Linked DNA regions of Zea mays: all the other regions are linked to region 5. A link is a contact called in public Hi-C data. All regions are on one chromosome and are shown on one strand. Each heading gives the region's core, a stretch centred on a gene start, on an enhancer-like site or on the middle of the called end of the contact. The rest is flanking DNA. Distances are from core to core; before and after follow the strand shown.

Region 1 (4,248 bases), core at 1,599-4,098, 490 kb before region 5:
TCATAGTTCTGGGTAGTACGCACACACAACACAACCGGTCCATTATTAAACCAACACTGACACGACTCATGACACGAACAGCAGATACTTTGACAACCTCCATATGGAGAGAGGGCACCAGACGACGCAGGCACATCGGCAGCTTAAACGACCCATGACTTACTGACCACCACGGAGACGGAGCACAAGGTGGAGGGTGCTCTCCTTTTGGATGTTGTAGTCTGCTAGGGTGCGGCCATCCTCCAGCTGTTTGCCGGCGAAGATCAGACGCTGCTGGTCCGGGGGGATGCCCTCCTTGTCCTGGATCTTCGCCTTCACATTGTCGATGGTGTCCGAGCTCTCAACCTCCAGGGTTATGGTTTTTCCAGTCAGGGTCTTTACAAAGATCTGCATACCACCTCTGAGGCGGAGAACAAGGTGAAGGGTGCTCTCCTTCTGGATGTTGTAGTCCGCGAGAGTGCGGCCATCCTCCAGCTGCTTGCCCGCAAAGATCAGACGCTGCTGGTCTGGGGGAATGCCCTCCTTGTCCTGGATCTTGGCCTTCACATTGTCAATGGTGTCAGAGCTCTCCACCTCCAAGGTGATGGTCTTGCCAGTCAATGTCTTCACAAAAATCTGCATGCCACCCCTGAGGCGGAGCACCAGGTGGAGAGTGCTCTCCTTCTGGATGTTGTAATCCGCCAGGGTGCGGCCATCCTCCAGCTGCTTGCCGGCGAAGATGAGGCGCTGCTGGTCGGGTGGGATGCCCTCCTTGTCCTGGATCTTGGCCTTGACATTGTCAATGGTATCCGAAGACTCCACCTCAAGGGTGATTGTCTTGCCAGTGAGTGTCTTCACAAAGATCTGCATACCACCCCTGAGACGGAGCACCAGGTGGAGGGTGCTCTCCTTCTGGATGTTGTAATCCGCAAGGGTGCGGCCATCCTCCAGCTGCTTGCCAGCGAAGATCAAACGCTGCTGGTCCGGTGGGATGCCCTCCTTGTCCTGGATCTTGGCCTTGACATTGTCGATGGTGTCTGAAGACTCCACCTCGAGGGTGATAGTCTTGCCGGTCAGGGTCTTCACGAAGATCTGCATGCCTCCCCTGAGGCGCAGCACCAAGTGGAGGGTGCTCTCCTTCTGGATGTTGTAGTCGGCAAGCGTGCGCCCGTCCTCAAGCTGCTTTCCAGCAAAGATGAGCCGCTGCTGGTCTGGGGGAATGCCCTCCTTGTCCTGGATCTTGGCCTTGACGTTGTCGATGGTGTCTGAAGACTCCACCTCGAGGGTGATAGTCTTGCCGGTCAGGGTCTTCACGAAGATCTGCATGCCTCCCCTGAGGCGCAGCACCAAGTGGAGGGTGCTCTCCTTCTGGATGTTGTAGTCGGCAAGCGTGCGCCCGTCCTCAAGCTGCTTCCCAGCAAAGATGAGCCGCTGCTGGTCTGGAGGGATGCCCTCCTTGTCCTGGATCTTGGCCTTGACGTTGTCAATGGTGTCAGAGGACTCCACCTCGAGGGTGATAGTCTTGCCGGTCAGGGTTTTCACAAAGATCTGCATGCCTCCCCTGAGACGGAGCACAAGGTGGAGGGTGCTCTCCTTCTGGATGTTGTAGTCAGCAAGCGTGCGCCCGTCCTCAAGCTGTTTGCCAGCAAAGATGAGCCGCTGCTGGTCTGGGGGGATGCCCTCCTTGTCCTGGATCTTGGCCTTAACGTTGTCAATGGTGTCAGACGACTCCACCTCGAGGGTGATAGTCTTGCCAGTCAGGGTTTTCACAAAGATCTGCATCTGCAGAAGTAACACCAAACAACAGGGTGAGCATCGACAAAAGAAACAGTACCAAGCAAATAAATAGCGTATGAAGGCAGGGCTAAAAAAATCCACATATAGCTGCTGCATATGCCATCATCCAAGTATATCAAGATCAAAATAATTATAAAACATACTTGTTTATTATAATAGATAGGTACTCAAGGTTAGAGCATATGAATAGATGCTGCATATGCCATCATGTATATGCATCAGTAAAACCCACATCAACATGTATACCTATCCTAGATCGATATTTCCATCCATCTTAAACTCGTAACTATGAAGATGTATGACACACACATACAGTTCCAAAATTAATAAATACACCAGGTAGTTTGAAACAGTATTCTACTCCGATCTAGAACGAATGAACGACCGCCCAACCACACCACATCATCACAACCAAGCGAACAAAAAGCATCTCTGTATATGCATCAGTAAAACCCGCATCAACATGTATACCTATCCTAGATCGATATTTCCATCCATCATCTTCAATTCGTAACTATGAATATGTATGGCACACACATACAGATCCAAAATTAATAAATCCACCAGGTAGTTTGAAACAGAATTCTACTCCGATCTAGAACGACCGCCCAACCAGACCACATCATCACAACCAAGACAAAAAAAAGCATGAAAAGATGACCCGACAAACAAGTGCACGGCATATATTGAAATAAAGGAAAAGGGCAAACCAAACCCTATGCAACGAAACAAAAAAAATCATGAAATCGATCCCGTCTGCGGAACGGCTAGAGCCATCCCAGGATTCCCCAAAGAGAAACACTGGCAAGTTAGCAATCAGAACGTGTCTGACGTACAGGTCGCATCCGTGTACGAACGCTAGCAGCACGGATCTAACACAAACACGGATCTAACACAAACATGAACAGAAGTAGAACTACCGGGCCCTAACCATGGACCGGAACGCCGATCTAGAGAAGGTAGAGAGGGGGGGGGGGGGGAGGACGAGCGGCGTACCTTGAAGCGGAGGTGCCGACGGGTGGATTTGGGGGAGATCTGGTTGTGTGTGTGTGCGCTCCGAACAACACGAGGTTGGGGAAAGAGGGTGTGGAGGGGGTGTCTATTTATTACGGCGGGCGAGGAAGGGAAAGCGAAGGAGCGGTGGGAAAGGAATCCCCCGTAGCTGCCGGTGCCGTGAGAGGAGGAGGAGGCCGCCTGCCGTGCCGGCTCACGTCTGCCGCTCCGCCACGCAATTTCTGGATGCCGACAGCGGAGCAAGTCCAACGGTGGAGCGGAACTCTCGAGAGGGGTCCAGAGGCAGCGACAGAGATGCCGTGCCGTCTGCTTCGCTTGGCCCGACGCGACGCTGCTGGTTCGCTGGTTGGTGTCCGTTAGACTCGTCGACGGCGTTTAACAGGCTGGCATTATCTACTCGAAACAAGAAAAATGTTTCCTTAGTTTTTTTAATTTCTTAAAGGGTATTTGTTTAATTTTTAGTCACTTTATTTTATTCTATTTTATATCTAAATTATTAAATAAAAAAACTAAAATAGAGTTTTAGTTTTCTTAATTTAGAGGCTAAAATAGAATAAAATAGATGTACTAAAAAAATTAGTCTATAAAAACCATTAACCCTAAACCCTAAATGGATGTACTAATAAAATGGATGAAGTATTATATAGGTGAAGCTATTTGCAAAAAAAAAGGAGAACACATGCACACTAAAAAGATAAAACTGTAGAGTCCTGTTGTCAAAATACTCAATTGTCCTTTAGACCATGTCTAACTGTTCATTTATATGATTCTCTAAAACACTGATATTATTGTAGTACTATAGATTATATTATTCGTAGAGTAAAGTTTAAATATATGTATAAAGATAGATAAACTGCACTTCAAACAAGTGTGACAAAAAAAATATGTGGTAATTTTTTATAACTTAGACATGCAATGCTCATTATCTCTAGAGAGGGGCACGACCGGGTCACGCTGCACTGCAGTCTACCTTGCCATGCCGCCGGATTCAGCTAAATTGTGCCAAACGTAAAGAGGGCGGCTGGTCAAAGCTGGTTTTCTAAATAAATAAATAAATAACGTTGGCAAAGCAAACTTTGACACAACGGCTACGATTTAATGGAATCCTGTGAAGCTGTTGCATCCACATCGAAGGCTGAATTTATTAGTGTCCTCCATCGATAATGCGAGTCTGCTAGCAGATTGGTCGGGGACAGGGACAGGCGGCTGCAAATGCATTTCTTTTGAAGGCTAGCTGCAATACTAATAGTTGGTGCATTAGGTGGCCGGAAGGCCGGGACCGTTGAACTAGAACAAAAGCTGGCCACTGATGGTACCACCATCACCGGCTAGCTGATCACAAAAAGAAGTCACAAAAGGGTTCCCCGCTCACCTTTCCTTCTGAATTCTGATGATGAACAAGTGGTACAGGCGTAGTATTATTGTTAAGTGTTAACTGTTAACTATGAATTCTGGAGC
Region 2 (4,406 bases), core at 608-3,107, 400 kb before region 5:
ACTAATAATAAACCTAACATACTAACAAGCAGATTTGACAGCATAGTATGATGCCATTTCCTATAACACTAGTCCTTGAAAACTTGCTTGCCCATCCAGTGGATATTCACACCAGTTGATGAAACATTTAGAATCAAAGTCTCTACTGAAAATTTAACAAAAATAAGAGGCGTCTTAGAGAGTCAAAGCAAGAAGCATACGCCCAAACACCACGCTGACCACCAGTCTCCCCCATGACATGGTGTAGAAGAACATATCCAGAACCTGGAGTGTGCACACCAGCCTATAAAAGGGATATCCAGCAGTTAAATGCCAACGTGCTAGGCAAAATATTTTGCTTATTCCATTCAAAGTGCCCTCACCATAGCTCCTATCACGGCGTCAGTTGCAAGAGTGGCCTTCAAAACCTCACTCTGCAGTAGACAGTAGTCAATGGGAGGCCCTTTTGTTCACAGATTAAATAAGATTAGGTGAAGGCTGCCAATTGAAATAAAGCAACCACAGAGATCAATGTGAACAGAAGCGTTTAAGATGGGACTAATGCTGACCTCAAACCAGGTGTTCAAGATTTTCGATGCCGGAGAAAGGAGTAGGTCAAAGAATTCCCTGCACAACAATTTGATTTTTAGAAAGGGTTGCATAAACGGTGCCTATCGAAACATGGCCAGTATTTGATACTCACACCATGTTCTTCTGCCCCTGCTGCATCACATGCCGAAGAAGGTGGCCCCAGAATGCTGACTTCTCAACCCTATGCTTCATCCTGTCAACCATCGAGAAGTGGGCCTCCTGCCTCAGCTCGGGTGGAGCTGAGTCTATGACAAAGTCCATGAGCTTGCAGAAGTTCTCCAGCTTCTCCTCGTATCTGCATTCACATACAGATCCTACCAAGACCATTGTAATAAAGAGCTAAAATGTACATAGATACCACAGGAATCAGGAACTTAAACGTTTATTTAATCTAAGATCATTCCAAGATAAACTGCACCTTGGGTATGCCACTGCATCCTTCCTAGAGAACTTGCTGATCTCTGAGTAGTTTAGCTCAGCATCGGGGCCAAGAAGCAGGTATCTGCCGTCAAGGCATGGCGTAAACGACGAAGGGCTCCGCGGCAGCAGCTTCAGCCCGTGCCTCTCCAGCTCCAGGTCGCTTATATTACAGAATATGTGCAAGCATGAAGCACCCACAACAACAGCAGCAGTGTCATCAGCACCAGATACAAATCAAAACAACGGTATGCAGTTCAGAGTTGTGTACAGAGGAGAATGACCGACATTGATCTGCGGCGCATGAATTTAACAGGAACCGAGGCTTGCTAATCGCAAAGGACGCATCCTTGGAGGAGTTTACTCACCGGAGGATGGCGGGGCGAAGGAGGCTGAGGAGGTAGCTGCAGCGGGAGAAGCGGAATCCGGGGACAAGGTCCGACTCCGAGACCGCCGCGCCACCCAGGACGCCCCGGCGCTCCAGCACGGCGACGGAGCGGCCAGCGCGGGCGAGGTAGGCGGCCGCGACGAGGCCGTTGTGGCCGCCGCCGATCACCACCGCATCCCATCGCTTGCCCCTGGGCAGCTGCTGCGACGCCCGGGACGGGTCCGACGCCGCTGCGTCCGTGGAGAAGCGGCGGCGACGGGCGGCGACGGCGAGCAGGATGCGCCTCGCCGCCGGTGACATGGTAGGTTCTGCTTAGGTTCTTCGCCTGCCAGTCCGTGCCCAGTGCGCAGTGGCCAGTGGGCGATGGGCGAATCTTTCTGCGCAGGATTCCGCGACCGCTGCAGAGAAGACGGACGACAAAAGTACGTTTCAGTACATAGATAAAATAAAAAGTCACGGGTCATAAATAACTACTTTAGCTACGCTCCCTAATGGCATTGGACATAGGGTCTGTTTGGATCAGCTTTTTTCTGACCAGCTTTTTCGAGAATCTAGCTATGAAGAGAATCTGATTGTGTAGAAAATTTGAATATCATTAGGATCACATGCGAAGAAGGATAAAGTTATCCATGGGGCTCAGGATCTATAAAGTGACGTATTACTACTATTGCGACGACTCAACCGATTATATGTTTATGTTGATTTTGAATGGTTTTTACCCAAACGAATTTTATAGAAGTTGTCTGAAAAGCTGAGTGTTTGGCAGTCCGCAGCAGCTTTTAATGGTCAGAAGCTGCGAAAAGCCGAAACAAACAGGGTCATAACCTTATTAAGTCCGACAGCATACCTAGGCCATCAGAAGTTTATGAGGTGGGCCCACTGTTGTCTGACTAGAGATGAAAACGGGACAGGAAATTCTCGTACCATCTCGTTTCGAATACTTTTTTTCGATCGTTTTCGAATTGTTCAGGAACCGATTAGAAACGGTACGAAAACGATTTAGCTAGTTTTTCGACCGTTTTGTATTTTTCGTTTCCGAGTCGTGCTAATAACGTTTTCTACCGTTTTATATAATATGAGATAGATCTAGCATATAATTTATTTAAGTTATAGAGTTTTGTTGTGTTCAAGTGAATGTATAAGCGAAAAGCAAATGTTATAATTACTCTTACTAATATGAATGATGAAAAAGAGTTGTTTGTGTATTTCTAAATCTTAAAAATTAGGCAATACATCACTTTATTATGTTTTTGATAAAACTACAAAATAATTATCTTTCCGATAATAGTTTATCGTTTTCGATCGTTTTCGAATAACCGACAATTCTGATCACGTATTTCGACCGTTGATTTTTGTTTCGTCCCAACAAAAAAAAATATGAAAACAAAAACAATTTAGTTGTTTTTCGATCGTTTTCGACCGTTTTTATCCCTATGTCTGACGGATTAATCGACGATGTCCTCAATCTATCTTCAGAAATAAGTTATTTTCAACGACAATCATAAAAAATAACTTTATTTTTGGCTATTTACAATCGACGGGCTACTGTTGTCGGAAATAAAACATAAATCATCGAGAATAGGTCATTTTTTGTGCTAGATGTCTTATTTTCGATGGCTTTAAGTTGTTAAAAATATTTTGTTTTACTGTGTTATCAAGCTGGACTTTGTAATTTCCGTACTATCCTTTAGGAAATTTGGTTCCGCGCAATATACACTAGTACAAAGAAGCTTTATATAGGTGGTTGTAAGTCCATTTGCACTGGTGTTTTTAGAACCGTAAGTGCTAGGGACCAATAGAAATAATTTTTTGTACAGGTGAGTAACTGCAACTGCTAGTGGAAATCGATTTTCACTTATGGTCGAAGTCGAGATAATAAAAACGCTAGTGAATTTTTTTCAGGAAACATAAAATGAGGTTTCAGAATAGTAAAAAAAATATTTTTCTCGATCGGTGGTGTTGGTGTTTCGACCCCGGGGGTCCTTGGACCAACGAGTAAATTGTCGCTGCGTGTCCCAGCCCAGATGGGTCGGCGCGAGACGGAACACAAGGGGGAAAACAGTAAGGGGAAACCACGGCCTCGTGTTGTCCTGCGCCCAGGGCGGATGCGCTTGCAGTAGGGGGTTACAAGCGTTCGCGAGGGAGAGAGAGAGAGAGCGCGAGCCTTGTGCGTCGGCCCGTTCTCCCGCGCGACTACCCTCTCGTACGAGGGCCCTGAACCTTCCTTTTATAGATGCAAGAAGAGGGTCCAGGTGTACAACGGGGAGCGTAGCAATGTGCTAACGTGTCTAGCAGAGGGAAGCCAGAGTCCTATGTACATGCCGTCATGGCTGTCGGAGAGGTTTTGGCGCCCTGTTCATGTGATGTCGTGGCCGTCGGAGGAGCGCTTGAGCCCTGTAGGAGCACAACTATCGGAGCTGTCGAGTCCTTGCTGACGTCTCCTTGCTTCCATAAGGGGCTGAGAACTGCCGTCGTCATGTGGCACGCGGGGTGCCATCATTACTTGTTTTACCGGGGCGAGCCAGATGGGACGCTGGTCTTGTTCCCCGTAGCCTGAGCTAGCTAGGGGTAGGGTAATGATGGGCCCCCCTGTGACGTGGTCGGTCCGAGCCCGAGGTCGGGCGAGGCGGTGACTCCTCCGAGGTCGAGGCTGAGTCTGAGCCCAGGGGTCGGGCGAGGCGGAGACCGTATTCCGGAGTCGAGGTTGAGTCTGAGTCCTGGGGTCGGGCAAGGCGGAGACCGTCTTCCGAGGTCGAGGCTGAGTCCGAGCCCAGGGGTCGGGCGAGGCGGAGTCCGTCTTCCGAGGTCGAGGCTGAGTCCGAGCCCTGGTGTCGGGGACCATAATTAGGGGTACCCTCAAGACGCCTAATTCTCAGCTGGTAACCCCCATCAGCATAAAGCTGCAAAGGCCTGATGGGTACGATTAAGTCAGGGATCAGTCCGCACGAGTGACTCGATCACGCTTCACCCGAGCCTAGCCTCGGCCAAGGGCAGCCGACCTCGAGAGACTTCCGTCTCGCCCGAGGCCCCC
Region 3 (4,438 bases), core at 424-2,923, 460 kb after region 5:
ATTGAAATGTCACGAAAGTATCTGCCTCTCATTGCTTCGATCTGCCCTTGTTTAATAGTCGACTTTCCTAAAACAACATGGCTCGGTCTCCATGGCCGATCTTCGGCATCTTCATTTCCACTTTCCACGTCGAAACTCTCACTATCGCTGTAGTTTTCAGATATTCCAACCAACATCTCATTGGTGATTTTCTCCATGTTGGTTTTTCCATAGCTTCATAAAATAGCACAATGCAAGCAGCTAAAATAGCACGAAAAATACTCACGACACGGGCTTCTATTTATATACTCAGAGCCCCACAGATTGGTGGGTCCCGCAAGTCAGTGTGATTCGTTATTCTAGCGAAGGGAAGGTGTTTTTTCGGACCTTCGCCTAAAGGCCTTCGTTCATGTCACAGTCTAAATTTGTTACAAAGAAACAAATCAATACTACGAGGGGCTACTGTTGGGGGCCTTCTTCCTCCGAAGGTCCTCAAAAACGTGACTAACCATAAGTTTCTAGTATGACATGGGTTATTACAGAGGAAGGCTTCGGCTTCGGGATGAAGGTTTTCTCTCGTGACAGGGTGGAAATACAACCCGAAGGTGCTGAAAATGGATAGTGGAGCTATAGCCGAAGAGCTTTGGCTTGACGTGATGACGAAGACCAAGCATGATGAAGACCAAAAAGGGACAAATACTATTCAATCCTTAATGATTTGCATTACGTTTATAGATGAATGTCAAGGGCATAAATGTACTTTTGACCGGGCTGCGTCCCGTGCCTATAAATAGATGAACAGTAGCACCGTACTGTTCACGCTGGATTGTAATCACTCTCTCGCATCCACGCTTTCGAGTAAGTCGAAGGTATCAATGTAATACTAATCTTGTTAATATTCATACGTGCTTTATGGAATACAAATATGAATAAATTAATAAGAAGCAGTTACTGTCTTCATCCTTATGCATTCTCATTCACATGATTAATGATGAAGATATTCCCTTTTTGACCTTCGTCTGGTAAGCATTATGCCCTTTGGAAATAATACTTCGAAAGACGAAGGTCTGTAATAATTAACAATTGTGTTGCCTTGTTCTTGATCCACAACATTTGAGAACAAGTGACCAACAATCGCCAATCCCCCGCAGTGGCCGAACCAGTGCAAGTGCAAGCAATTAGTAGTTGTCTATATTACAACAAACAAGGTATACAATTTCCTTACTGAAACTACAATTACAATGAAACTCTCATGAATGTGCTTTTTAGTACATAAATCATGTTGTATTTTGGTTGTAGACAATGGACATGTCATATTTTGTGTTTTAACGTCTTGAATGGTATTTTAATTTCATATATGTGGCAAAATTATTTGTACAAAAGTAGTTGTTTGACTAAAAGATGGAACAAAGGGCAAGAATGTCAAAGCACCTCCTCCTCCTTGTCAAACACCTCATCCTTGTTAGCTCGAACACTATATGGAGCATGCTCCACTTAGAGTTATGGAGTGGAGCAGAAATCTGTGAAGTTGAAGCTATGCAAACATGGTCAACTACTCAATGGATATTGACATGATTCATTCGCATCCTTATGCCCGGGCCTTTTTCTAGTTACTTTTAAAAAACGTACTTTCTCTGTCACAAAAGAATATACGTGCTTGCACATAAATACTCCAAAGTTTGCTAATCCAGCCCGCTTCCATCACGACTTTGAACTAACGGACCCGGTCTAGCTCAATATCTGCAGCAGTGAAGCCCACTCGCCCAGCCCACAAGTACCAAGCACGTGCACGACTCGGAGGAAACAAAGCACACGCACACCAAACTACCAAACCAACAGAGCAACATCAATGCGCCTTCCGCCGCCATCAACCACCGCGGCCGCAGCCGCTGCCACCGTCGGGGCCGTACTCGCCGCAGTCGCCCTCCGCCGCTACCTGTCCGCTTCTCGCCACCGCGAACCCGCCCGCGTGCCCATGTCCGCGGCCGCCGGAGCCACCACGCTTGTGGTGTACGGCAAATCGGCGCAGGAGCAGGAGCTGCTGGCCTCCGCGGCCGGTTCCGTCGTCCTCGGTGAGGGCGATCCGTCCGGTGATGTCGCCATCGCGCTCGCCTACGAGAGCGCGGGCTTCGACGCCGCCGCGTACATGAGCGCGCTCCGGGCGCGCCGGTTCGGGAGGTGGATGCTCTGGACGCCCAGGATTGGTTCCACGCAGGATCTCATCACGCGGTGAGTGCCATGTCTGGTTTCGCGCCGGGGAGGGATTTGGGTTTTCGTTTTATCTTATTTTTACTTTGTTTGACTTGGCGTCAGCTCGTGTTCGCAGGAACTTTGCAAAGCTACCGGTGGGCGTTGTGTGCGTTGCCGACGTGCAGTTCAAAGGGAGAGGTGCGCGTGATTAGGGGCTGGCTTGTTGCTCTTAGTGTTTTAGTCCTGATGAATTTGCAACTTTGATTACAAAGCTCTCGAATTTTATTTCAGGCGAGATTGATGCTCTCTTATACTTATGATCTCATTGATAAAACTGATGAAACTATCTGCTGAATGCTGTGTAACCTTTAAGATTAAGTGCTTGAAAAATGCAGTCTGACTGAACACAAGTAGAATCTTACTGTAGTGTGACAACTCTTTATCAAAATAACTGTTTTAATTGATTCTACTTTTTTGTGGCAACACATTCTTAACCAGTTGGCTAAACCAGATCATACATAGCATTCCCTTTTTTCTTTCATCTTTCTAATCACATAATTTTAGTATGCACTAGGTGCTATTAAGAGATAACAAATTTAATCTTTGCTCACGTATCATGCAGGCCGTTCAAAGAATGTGTGGGAATCGCCACCAGGCTGTCTCATGTTCTCTTTCACATCACAGATGCAGGATGCACGGAAGTTGCCCCTTATGCAATATGTTGTCTGCCTTTCGATAACTGAAGCTATCAAGGAGCTGTGCCGTGCCAAGGTTAGGTTATAGTTCAGTGTTGTCATGTTTGCTGCTTATTGATTGCATTTTGAGTCCCCTGTTTCCTTTATGCTAACTACCTCAGTTGCCATTTCATTCTGCCTTTGTGATAAAACTCAGGGACTACCAGAACTTGATGTGAGAATAAAATGGCCTAATGATCTCTATCTGAAAGGATTAAAAGTTGGTGGCATTCTATGTACCTCATCTTATGAACCCAAAGTGTACAATATTTGTACTGGTAAAATGCATTTCCAATGTTGCCCATTCTAAGCATTTGATCTCTTTTTTTTTTTCTTTTGACAAGGATGGGATTCCTTTGATCTTAATCAGGTGTTGGTTTGAATGTTGACAATGAGAAGCCTACCACATGCTTGAATGCTGCACTTCAAGAGGCAAATCATACATCACCCATATTGAAACGAGAAGACATATTGGCATACTTCTTCAATAAATTTGAAAACCTTTTCGAGATCTTCATGAACCATGGTACTCGGATTCCATTTCCCCCCATTTTTGCAGTACATAACCACATGCTCATTAGAACCGTGGCTGTTGATGTGTATGCAGAGCTGGTTCCTTTACTGACAATGCATTAAATGATAATTTTGTTTTGCTGTAGAGACTTACTGTTTTCCTATAGCTGATTTAGATGCTGACAAAAAATGTTTTGAAGTTAACTACAATTTTTTTGAACTCTAGTCTACCCCTAAAAGGCTTTTGTTTGTTTGTTGTTTTTGTCTAGCCTACCCCAAATTTCTTGGGACTAAAAGGCTTTGTTGCTGTTGGTAGAATTGTGTACTTAACATCCTCAAATTTCTCTGCAGGATTTCAGGTTCTTGAGGAGCAATACTATAACTCATGGCTTCATAGGTATGGACTATTATGTCAATATACATGCTAATTGGACCTTATTATGACAATTTGCCCTGAGTTACATTTACTGCCACTTGAATTTTAAGTGTTCATTGTAAATATCTAAAGACGATGCTTGCAAGTTAATATGTTCTATCTTTGGTATGTGCCACTTTATGTGAAAGAAATTTGCACTTATTGTTTGTAGTGGCCAGAGAGTTGTCGTACATGATGCACATGAAAACAAGTCAGGCAGTGTCGTCACCATCCAGGTTAGCACAAAACAGAACTGTTATGGTTGAATTGATATTTCTGCTTACCTAATTATGGTGTTAATCGTTTCCAGGGGTTAACACCAACTGGGTACTTACATGCTATTGGTGAGGATAACAAAAGCTATGAGTTGCACCCAGATGGCAACAGGTATTGTCCATTGCTCCGTTTTTTCATCCATTAACTTTTTTTGTTCTATATATAATTACTCAGTATGTATACAATGTTTTTTATGTGTCTCATCTTATATATGTCCTCAACATGTAATCGATTGTTCTATCACTAACTATTCTTTGTCAGGAGTGACATTTGACATAGTACCATCTGTTTGCAGCTTTGATTTCTTCACTGGATTGGTGAGGAGGAAGAT
Region 4 (4,565 bases), core at 946-3,445, 340 kb after region 5:
TTGGGATCGATGGGAGGAATGACAGCAGCGGATGAACTTGATGCTTTCCGCTTGGGCGCCATCTCAATCTCGCTGGCGAGCGGAACAGAAGCAGTATCGCACGAGCGCAAGGAAAGCTTGGATGCAGAAAAGCAAGAATTAGGGCACGGAAAGCGGAGGCGCGCAACAACGCAGTACATATGGGGTTTTTCCAGGCCAGATACCGTTTCCAAAAAGCGTCCAGTCATCACCCGGCGGTTATTTCTAAAAACGCCGGCGTGCCATGTCATCACTCGGTCGTTATTTCCAAAACGGAGTCATGGTAAGCGTCCAGTGCTCATTTCAGCTAGTTGGGCCGGTGTGTACTATATGGTCCTGTTCCTAACACGGAGTCATGGTAAGTATAGGTGAGTACGACTTACAGGATGCGATGCGACGACCCCTGCGCTTCGACACGCACGGGCACGGCGCGTCCTGTCGTCACGATCCGATGCCGCACAGTCGGGCTGCTCCTGTTTCGGTGGCTCCTGCCGCTGCGGCCTGCGCGTCGGCTGGCCGGCCGGCCATCGTCCCCTACTACTACTACGTTTTGTTCTTTTGCGAGCGGCGACTGCACGCAGCGCCATGATCGTCGCTGTGAGGTGAGGTGACATCTCGCCTTCGAGAAAGCAGGAGCCCCGTCACTTCCGCTCGCATTAACGCCGCGGTCGGGCCCTGCAGACAGGAGAGACCGGCCATGGCGAAAAGACGGAGCAGAATGCTGAGGTGACAACTGATGTGACGACCTTTTGTGTAATGGGGACCGACAGACTCGTCGTCGTCGTCGTAGCTGCCTCGCCGTCTCTGCTTCTCTCTCCTCTGTCTAGGCCCCACGAGGCTGATATCTGCGCCGCATGCGGGACCCCCGAGCCTTATCAGTGTCTCCATACCCCATGTTGCACTGCACCTTGTATCACCTGTCACCTCTCTCCCTCTCCCTCCTTTCTTCTCAGCTTGCTGGCCATGAGACCGCTCTCCTCAACCCACCATATTTATCTGCCTCCTCTCGCCACATGCTCTCCTCCTCTGCCGGCTCAGTCGTGGGACGAGTTCCGATCCCGACCCCTAGCTTCCGCTCCCGATCCGTCGTCTCATCCTCTCCTACTTGCTGGTACGCTCTCTCGCCATGCGCTGCGCCTCCACTGATCAAATCCGTCGACCGCCTTTGTGGTTCTTGCAATCTTGCATGCAAGTTTCTAAAAGCTTTCTGTGATCTCGCTCTTCTTGCTTCCTCCTCTTGCATATCGTACACTGGGTCTGCATGCATCCGTGTCACCACCATATTCTATGCCCAGCCCACGGCTTGCACTGTTTGCTAGTCTACTCCTGCGCATACCATCTACTGTTCCTTCAGTCGATCGATCGATCGTGCTTTATTCGTGCGGTACTCAACTTCAAAAGGCAGTCACGCACGCACACATAGATTACTGCTAGTCCGCTGACCAGCCATGTTGGTTTGGGTTTAATCCATACGACTTCTACTATTTTTGTTTTTACAGTGTTTTTATGTCTATAAATTGCAGCTGCATCAATTTAAACAGTCGGTTTTAATCTAAAACCAATAGATAAAGGACCCTGCTCCATAAATTGGGGCGGCGACACTCGTTTCAGGGCTTGGGGGATCGATTTCAATTCGCCATTTCCATCTGGAAACTAGGGAGGGTAATGGATCAAATTTTAATTTAAAAATGAATAAAAATATAACGTGATGTCTTGATATCATCCTTAAATTTTATATAATCTAAAACTTTTTAGAGTCTATTACCACTCGCTAGGTGCGTTCTACAGTTCTCCGGCTTTTTGATCTATCCAGCCAGCCACACCAAACAAGAGAGCAGCCCGAGCTCCTTGGAAAATGGCGAAGTGTGCTGTAGATGTGGAGGACACCCGTCCAAATAATAATAATAATAATGCACAACACGTTCAAAAATATTTTTTAAAATGTAACTAAATTTATAGAAAATAGTATTAAAATTTATGTTTTTAAATAAATTATGTTATAAAAATATATTTTGTCACCAAATTAGCGATAACTATTACAATTTATAATTATATCAGTATTGTTTTTTATTTATATATAATAAATCTAGAAAAATGTGACTTCTACATGTACACAGACGCTGCCTGCAGGAAGAGTGTTCTAGTGTCGCCTCTGTTCGTCGAGCACCAACCTTGCACTTCTGTAGCTCGGCTCACTAGTGATTGAGTCGATTAAAGTTTGCAGTTTTGCTTTGCTTCCTTCCGTTCTCCGCATTTTCCTTGTGCGTTTTTTCTTTAACTTCAATGTGCGTCAGTTCGTTCTTGCATGTCTGCTGTCTGCTACGGATCAGCTCTAGATCATCAAACTGTGCTAGTCAATTCCAGATAGAGAGAGTAGGAGTAGGTATATCGCTACAGAGTGCAGGCATACAGGTTGGTGTGGCAGCTAGCTGAGTCTAGCCTGAAACCCTAGCTAGTTCATCGAGGATTCTGAATTCCTGGTCCGTCCCAGCTCCGTCGCCCCGGCCGGCCAAGAATAGATGAAGCGACTGATCCGACCAGCTCTTTGCTCCTTGCATTATTCGTCCTTTTTATTATACGTATAGTATAACCATAGCCAAATCGTTTCACTATCCAACCAGGCATGCGTCGTGCAGATCTGGTCGAGCTCGTGTTCGCGCTTCGCGGAGATCGTCAGGTGACCGAGCGAGCCATGGAGGTAGCCGGCGTCGTCGCGTCCGCGGCCGACAGCCCTGGCGCCGCGGCGGCGCGGCCGAGCCGGTACGAGTCGCAGAAGCGGCGGGACTGGCACACGTTCGGGCAGTACCTGCGCAACCACCGGCCGCCGCTGGAGCTGGCCCGGTGCAGCGGCGCGCACGTGCTGGAGTTCCTGCGCTACCTGGACCAGTTCGGCAAGACCAAGGTGCACGCGGCGCGGTGCCCCTTCTTCGGCCACCCGTCCCCGCCGGCGCCCTGCCCGTGCCCGCTCAAGCAGGCGTGGGGCAGCCTGGACGCGCTCGTCGGCCGCCTGCGCGCCGCGTTCGAGGAGCACGGGGGCCGGCCCGAGGCCAACCCCTTCGGCGCGCGCGCCGTCAGGCTTTACCTCCGCGAGGTCCGCGACAGCCAGGCCAAGGCGCGCGGCATCGCCTACGAGAAGAAGCGCCGCAAGCGCCACCCGCCGGCGCACCGCCAGCCCAAGCAGCAGCAGCAGCAGGACGGCCAGCACCAGCACCCGTCGCACGCCGCGCCGGGCACGGTGGCCGAGCCGCCGGCGCCGCACTTCTTGATCCCGCACGCGCACTTCCTCCATGGCCATTTCCTGGCGCCGGCGACCGAGCCCATCGACCCGGCCGCGGGCGGAGGTGGCGGCACTGGGGATGATATTGCGCTGGCAATGGCAGCCGCCGCCGAGGCGCACGCGGCCGGGTTCTTGATGCCGCTGTCCGTGTTCAACTAGCTAGCTTGCTTGCTTGCACCAGTACTTCTTCCACCGTTCCATCGGCTTAATTAGCAGAAATGCAAGAGTGATTAGGCACGTAAGTAAACTTGCAGGTTCTGCTAATGGCGACCGATTTGGTCTCGGCGTGCGCGCGCGATCTAAGTATGAGATGACACTGGCTGTGTGCCCCATCATCAACCGCTGCTACTGCCTGTCTGCCTGCCAGCCTTTTGGTTGTACTAGTGATTTTGCATGGTCTTGTGTATGCAGTGATCCATAGAATGGCAGGATTAGATGGCTTGTTCATTCTCCCTGGCGACGTTCTTCTTGGGGATTTCATGTGGTGTAAGGCTATCTCCAGAAAACCGTATATATATGAACATGCAAAGTAATGCTTTGCATTGAAATAGAGAGTAAGATATGGCGCAAGTAGAGCACAAGCACAACACACAAACGATTTATCTAATGGTTCAGTTTGTGACTAAGGCTTGTACCACCACATTGTTGAGAAAGCCACCAAGGCTAGAGTTGTGGGAGATTACAAACGGCTTAAAGTAACTACAAGAGCATGGTGCTTCAATGAGATACAACTAGTTGGCTAGCAGCTCTTGCTCCAAGAGTAATAGATAGAAACCACTAGCCTGAGCACAATCCAAGTGCTCCACGAGGAGTTAGGCTGGCTCCAACAAGGCCCTCTAAAGGGTTCTCTACCCTAAATATAGAGGACCAAACGGTCCTCTACGCTCTCCAGCAACGTCCTCTAAACGGTCCTGTAAATTTAGAGGACGCTGCTGGATTCTCTATATATAGAGTTTCTCTAAACGATCCTCTATTCATTTGACTACTTTAAATAACCAGTTTAGCAAAATTAAAATATGTACAATATATTTGAGAGTATGATAAATACGTATGTACAAAAAATAAAATTAAAAAATGTTTTTAATATGGGTATTTGAGTATAGAGGACGTGATTTAGAGGACGTTGTTGGAGAGAAATGAGATATAGAGGATAAAATCTTTTAGAGAAGACTGTAAAGGACAGATATAGAGGATGAATATAGAGGACGTTGCTGGAGACAGCCTTATATCTCAGGATGAACAACTCTCTAATGAAGATTTGCATGCCAAG
Region 5 (4,151 bases), core at 356-2,855:
AAACATGCCCGTCGTCGTCCGTCGTACACGTACCGTACTACAGCACGGCCACGGGACCCGCATCCACACCCTCCATCGGCGGCGTACAGGCGGCCGGACCGACAACCGACGGCCACCGACGACCGCGACTCCATTTTTTCAAGACCACCCACGGTGGCGCGGCAAAATGCAAAAGGGCATAACCGTAAAAGCCTCCCTCACTCACTAGTCACTTCACTTTACTTCCGGGCCTGTCCGAGTTACCTCCGGCCGCAACGTGGCGGCCCGTCCGTAGGGCGGAGCTGGACAGCTGGCCGTCAGCGCGGGGGGGAGTCGTGCAGGGCAGCCGTCCGATGCGTCCGACGGAACCGGATCCGCCCTGCCCGAAAGGGGTAACGCTACGCCCAGCGACTTCTCTTTTTGGGGCGCAAGAGTGCAGTGCAGACTGCAGAGCCTGAGCCGTACTGGTGGCGTGGGGGCAGAGCTGGTGGTGCTAGTGGCGCGTCACGTGAGAGGTGGGCTCCCAACTGACTGCGCTTTGCCCGGCCCCCATCGAGTCTTGTCTTCTCTTCTTAAATTAACGAGCGACTTTGCATTGCAGCAACTTCAAGCTCAAGACCTCCCCCGAATGATGGCCTAGCGTCTCGCCGTGACGGGCGGGCGGGCGGTCAGCCACTCGGTCACACCACGGCGCCGGCGCGCGGCGGAGGACCGCCGCCCCGTCACGTCGGCGCTGTACTTGCCGGTGTGGGGGTGCCACTGCCGCGGGGACTCGTCCGTCCGTCGGTCCCGGGCAAACGACGGCATTCAGTCACGGATCACACCTCGCATCGCGGTGTGGCTCGTGTCGGCACTGTTATGGGTCGGCATGCGTCGTGGCGATCGGAGCCCAACCCGCTGCTGGCTGCTGGCTGCTGCCTGTTGCGGGCCAACCAACCGTCCCAGAGAGGTGACGGCCGACGAGACTTGTTGGAGCGGGACGCCTGTCTGCCCACCAGTGAGCGCCCACGCCGCATCCGCATGGACGGGACGGGAACGGGAGAACAAAAAATCTCCGGTCATGCCCATTGCTTGCCCAGCCAGTTATTACAGCGAAATGTTCCCGTTATCCGCAGCGTGCGGATTCAAAAGCGGATTCGGGCACGAAAGGTGTCGCGGGAGGTGCGCGCATACGGCGGCTTGTGTGCGGTGATAGTCCTCAGCATTGGGGGCACTGCTGGTCTGGTCACTGCACACTGATCCTGCTTTGTCGTGGCACGCGTAAAGCTGGCAAACGTTACAACTGCAGTCTCATCGTGAACCGGCGGCAATTGTTAACAAGCACAGGGCAGCATTTGGCCGCAGGGCTAGTGGTGTAGAGAGAATAATACTAGTAGTACTGTATAGGGAGGTTGCCTGCGAGACGCGCGCCACGCCAAAAATCTACTACTACTGTAGAGGAGGTTGAGTACCATTGCCCACCACCTACCCCTCTGTCAAAAATATTAACCACGGATTACCACCCCACTCCCTCAACCGCGAGACGGCCACGTGGCCGTCTGCCACTGGCTGGCTGGGTAGACCGGGCCCGCGCGTCAGCAAATTTACCATGCCCGGCTATATAAACGCGCTGCCCTTTACCGGGCTATACCGCACGCACCTGTCCCTGTCGCCTCCTTACGTTTCATCGCCTCGCGAACCCACCCACCCAAACAGCCAAGTACAGTGCGCTGTCTGCAATAAGCATCCGCCCTTGGATGCGCCTCGCCGCAGCCGGCCATGGCCTCCGCCGTCGCTAGCAACGTGCACGCGGGACCCGCCGCCGCGGCCATGTCGTTCGGCTGGCTCGGCCCGGGCCTGCCGTTCGGCGCCCGGGACGCCGCTGCGGAGGCGGAGGAGCCCGCCGCGGCGGCCAAGGCGGAGCCGGCGGCGATCTGCAAGGACTTAATCGACTTCGAGTTCAGCCTCGGCGGGTCCGCCACCATGCTCCCCGCGGACGAGCTCTTCGCGGACGGGAAGCTGCTCCCGCTCCGCCCGCAGGCTACCGCAGGGAAGGCGGAGGCCGAGCGGGAGCGGGAGAGAGTGCTGCGGCGGGACACCGCGCTTGTGGCGGAGGCCACGCCGGGCCCTGTCCGGGCGCTGCACCCCGCCGCGGCCGAGGCGGCGCTGGACCCGTACGTGTTCTCTCCCAAGGCGCCCACGTGCTCCAGCCGCTGGCGGGAGCTGCTCCGGCTGAGGAAGGTCCAGACGCCGCACAAGCCGACCCCGTCCCCGTCGCCGTCCGCGTCCGCGTCGCCCGCGGTGACCCCGTCGAGGGCGTCCAGCTCCTCGGCGGCCAGGTCGCTGAAGCTGCTCCTCCTCCAGCGGAACGGCGGCCGCGCGTCGGACCTCCCCGCCGCGCCGCTCCTGCGCGACAGCTCCGACTCCGAGACGTCGCTGTCCCTCGCGTCCTCCCGCTTCTCGCTCTCGTCGTCGTCGTCCTCGTCCGGCCACGACCACGACGACTTCCCGCGCCACTCCCTCGACTCCGTCGACCTCACCCCACGCCCCCGCATCCGCCTCGTCCGCTCCCACCACCACCAGCCGCCGCAGCCGCAGCCGCAGCCACACCCGCCCGCCGCCGCCTCCGCTCCAGTGCGCGCAGCCCACAGCCCCGCCCGCCGCCGCCAGTCTCAGTCTCCGTCGCCCCCGCCGCCGCCGAGCGTGGTCTCCGTGGACTCCCCCCGCATGAACGCGTCAGGCAAGATCGTGTTCCAGGGCCTGGAGCGCAGCTCCAGCTCCCCCGCCGGCAGCGCGCACTCGTCCATGCGGTCCCGGTCGCGGTCCCGCGTCATGGACCGGTCCTACTCGGCCGGCGTCCGCGCCACGCCCGTCGTGCTCAACGTCCCGGTGTGCTCGCGCCCGGTGTTCGGGTTCTTCAAGGAGAAGAAAGAGGCCGCGGCCAGGGACGCCGCCTCGGCGCGGGCGCGGTCGGCGCTGGGCCGGAAGACGGCTGCGCGCACCGCCCCGCCAGCCGGCGTAGCGAGCGCCAGAGATCTTGGCAGTGGTAACTGACATCCGTCATTTTGGTGGACCAAGCGGTCTAGTATCATTAGCACTAGAAGTAGACGGCATTTGGAGTTCTTCAGTCCGAAAAAAAAGAAAATAGATCGAAAAAACAGTTTGGGAGGTATCCTGCGTTTGGAGTTTGGGACACGATTGGGTGGGAGGATAGTTTGGTGAGCTGATTTTCGCTTCGTGAGGCCAGAGAGTTTTTTTGCGATCAACAAACCCGTCCGCTTTGGTCCTGTAAATTCTGTCCGCCGCGTGGTTTTTTTTTTGCTCCGTATTAATCCACTGTACTGGCACATTTGTTGATCTCATGCTCTCAGTCGTTCAGATCCCGACTCCCGAGTGAGAAGAAAAGGTGCTGTAAAAGCTTTGGGTGCATGCTTCGCCTGTTCTTTTATCATGGCAGATTGATGCTCTGCGATTACCTGTTCTTCCGTGGCTTGCGAACTGAAAAGCGAAATAAAGAGGAAGTTGATGGTGTTAATCATGGCGTCATGTGTCGCTGTTACTCAGGCAGCCATGCGGCCATGCCATGCCATGCTCGGTGCACGCACTTGGGCAGCGGTAACTTTTTGTTCGGTTCCGGTTTCACTTTCTACTGTATACGACGAGTACCTCGCCCGCATGCGCCCGCCCGACCGTCGCTCCCTGCGCTCCCTGCTGCTGTGAATTGATGGAGATGCCCGTCCGAACAGGGGAGCCGGAGCCGCCTGGAGCGCCTCCATGTGTGGTGCTGATCGGGAACTGTGCGCCATGTGCAGCTATCCATGGCGGCCCGCGTAGAAAAACTGCCGGGAAAGCAGTAAAAAAACTTTCCGGCTCCCTTGCCCTGGCCTCTGGCGGCAACCGGCCGCCGTGGCTCCCCCGGCGGCCGATGGTGATCCGTACGCCGTGCCGCGTCCTGCGCCCATGCATGTGGGTCTGTTTGGGTGTCTGAACTTAACCGTATGTCATTTTCGATAAACTGTTTCGGCCACGGAAAACGTAGCAGGAGAACGAGTCTGGCGCGTGGGACAGACACCCAAGAAAGTTTGGAGCGCCATACTTACGCCGGTGAAATTCAATATAAGTTTCGTTCTAGGTTTGCGCTGTTGGTGCATGGGCTTTCGTTTGCGCTGCCGCGTCTTTTGGACTGGTGCCAG

What was found. A called contact is a pair of places that touch in the nucleus more often than the background predicts.
Region 1: a contact with region 5 is called in a Hi-C map of ear, with 2.7 times the contacts expected there. The contact joins the promoter of LOC103626648 here to the promoter of LOC100274801 in region 5. A contact is called at or near these places in 2 of 25 Hi-C or Micro-C datasets (ear and tassel).
Region 2: a Hi-C map of ear shows a contact between it and region 5, with 2.6 times the contacts expected there. The contact joins the promoter of LOC100272533 here to the promoter of LOC100274801 in region 5. A contact is called at or near these places in 8 of 25 Hi-C or Micro-C datasets (bundle sheath, ear, endosperm and 3 more).
Region 3: a contact with region 5 is called in a Hi-C map of endosperm, with 2.1 times the contacts expected there. The contact joins the promoter of LOC103626660 here to the promoter of LOC100274801 in region 5. A contact is called at or near these places in 7 of 25 Hi-C or Micro-C datasets (bundle sheath, ear, endosperm and 3 more).
Region 4: a contact with region 5 is called in a Hi-C map of endosperm, with 6 times the contacts expected there. The contact joins the promoter of LOC100217012 here to the promoter of LOC100274801 in region 5. A contact is called at or near these places in 2 of 25 Hi-C or Micro-C datasets (endosperm and tassel).

The regions. Positions count from the first base shown.
Region 1 is chr5:84,400,804-84,405,051 of Zm-B73-REFERENCE-NAM-5.0, forward strand. LOC103626648 (polyubiquitin) reads right to left here and starts at 2,849. Exons shown (of 2, transcript NM_001365154.1): 1 at 2,773-2,849; 2 at 1-1,761. The coding sequence starts at 1,761. The coding sequence ends at 160.
Region 2 is chr5:84,483,575-84,487,980 of Zm-B73-REFERENCE-NAM-5.0, forward strand. It overlaps LOC100272533 (pyridine nucleotide-disulfide oxidoreductase domain-containing protein 2), which reads right to left and starts at 1,858. Exons shown (of 16, transcript XM_020538433.2): 1 at 1,356-1,858; 2 at 989-1,150; 3 at 683-865; 4 at 549-606; 5 at 363-413; 6 at 201-283. The coding sequence starts at 1,675.
Region 3 is chr5:85,344,393-85,348,830 of Zm-B73-REFERENCE-NAM-5.0, forward strand. It overlaps LOC103626660 (biotin--protein ligase 2), which reads left to right and starts at 1,674. Exons shown (of 9, transcript XM_008647054.3): 1 at 1,674-2,208; 2 at 2,306-2,367; 3 at 2,792-2,940; 4 at 3,061-3,181; 5 at 3,274-3,429; 6 at 3,768-3,813; 7 at 4,004-4,067; 8 at 4,142-4,218; 9 at 4,403-4,438. The coding sequence starts at 1,829.
Region 4 is chr5:85,226,284-85,230,848 of Zm-B73-REFERENCE-NAM-5.0, forward strand. LOC100217012 (putative protein of unknown function (DUF640) domain family protein) reads left to right here and starts at 2,196. Exons shown (of 1, transcript NM_001143388.1): 1 at 2,196-3,660. The coding sequence starts at 2,642. The coding sequence ends at 3,454.
Region 5 is chr5:84,887,752-84,891,902 of Zm-B73-REFERENCE-NAM-5.0, forward strand. LOC100274801 reads left to right here and starts at 1,606. Exons shown (of 1, transcript NM_001149077.1): 1 at 1,606-3,315. The coding sequence starts at 1,738. The coding sequence ends at 3,012.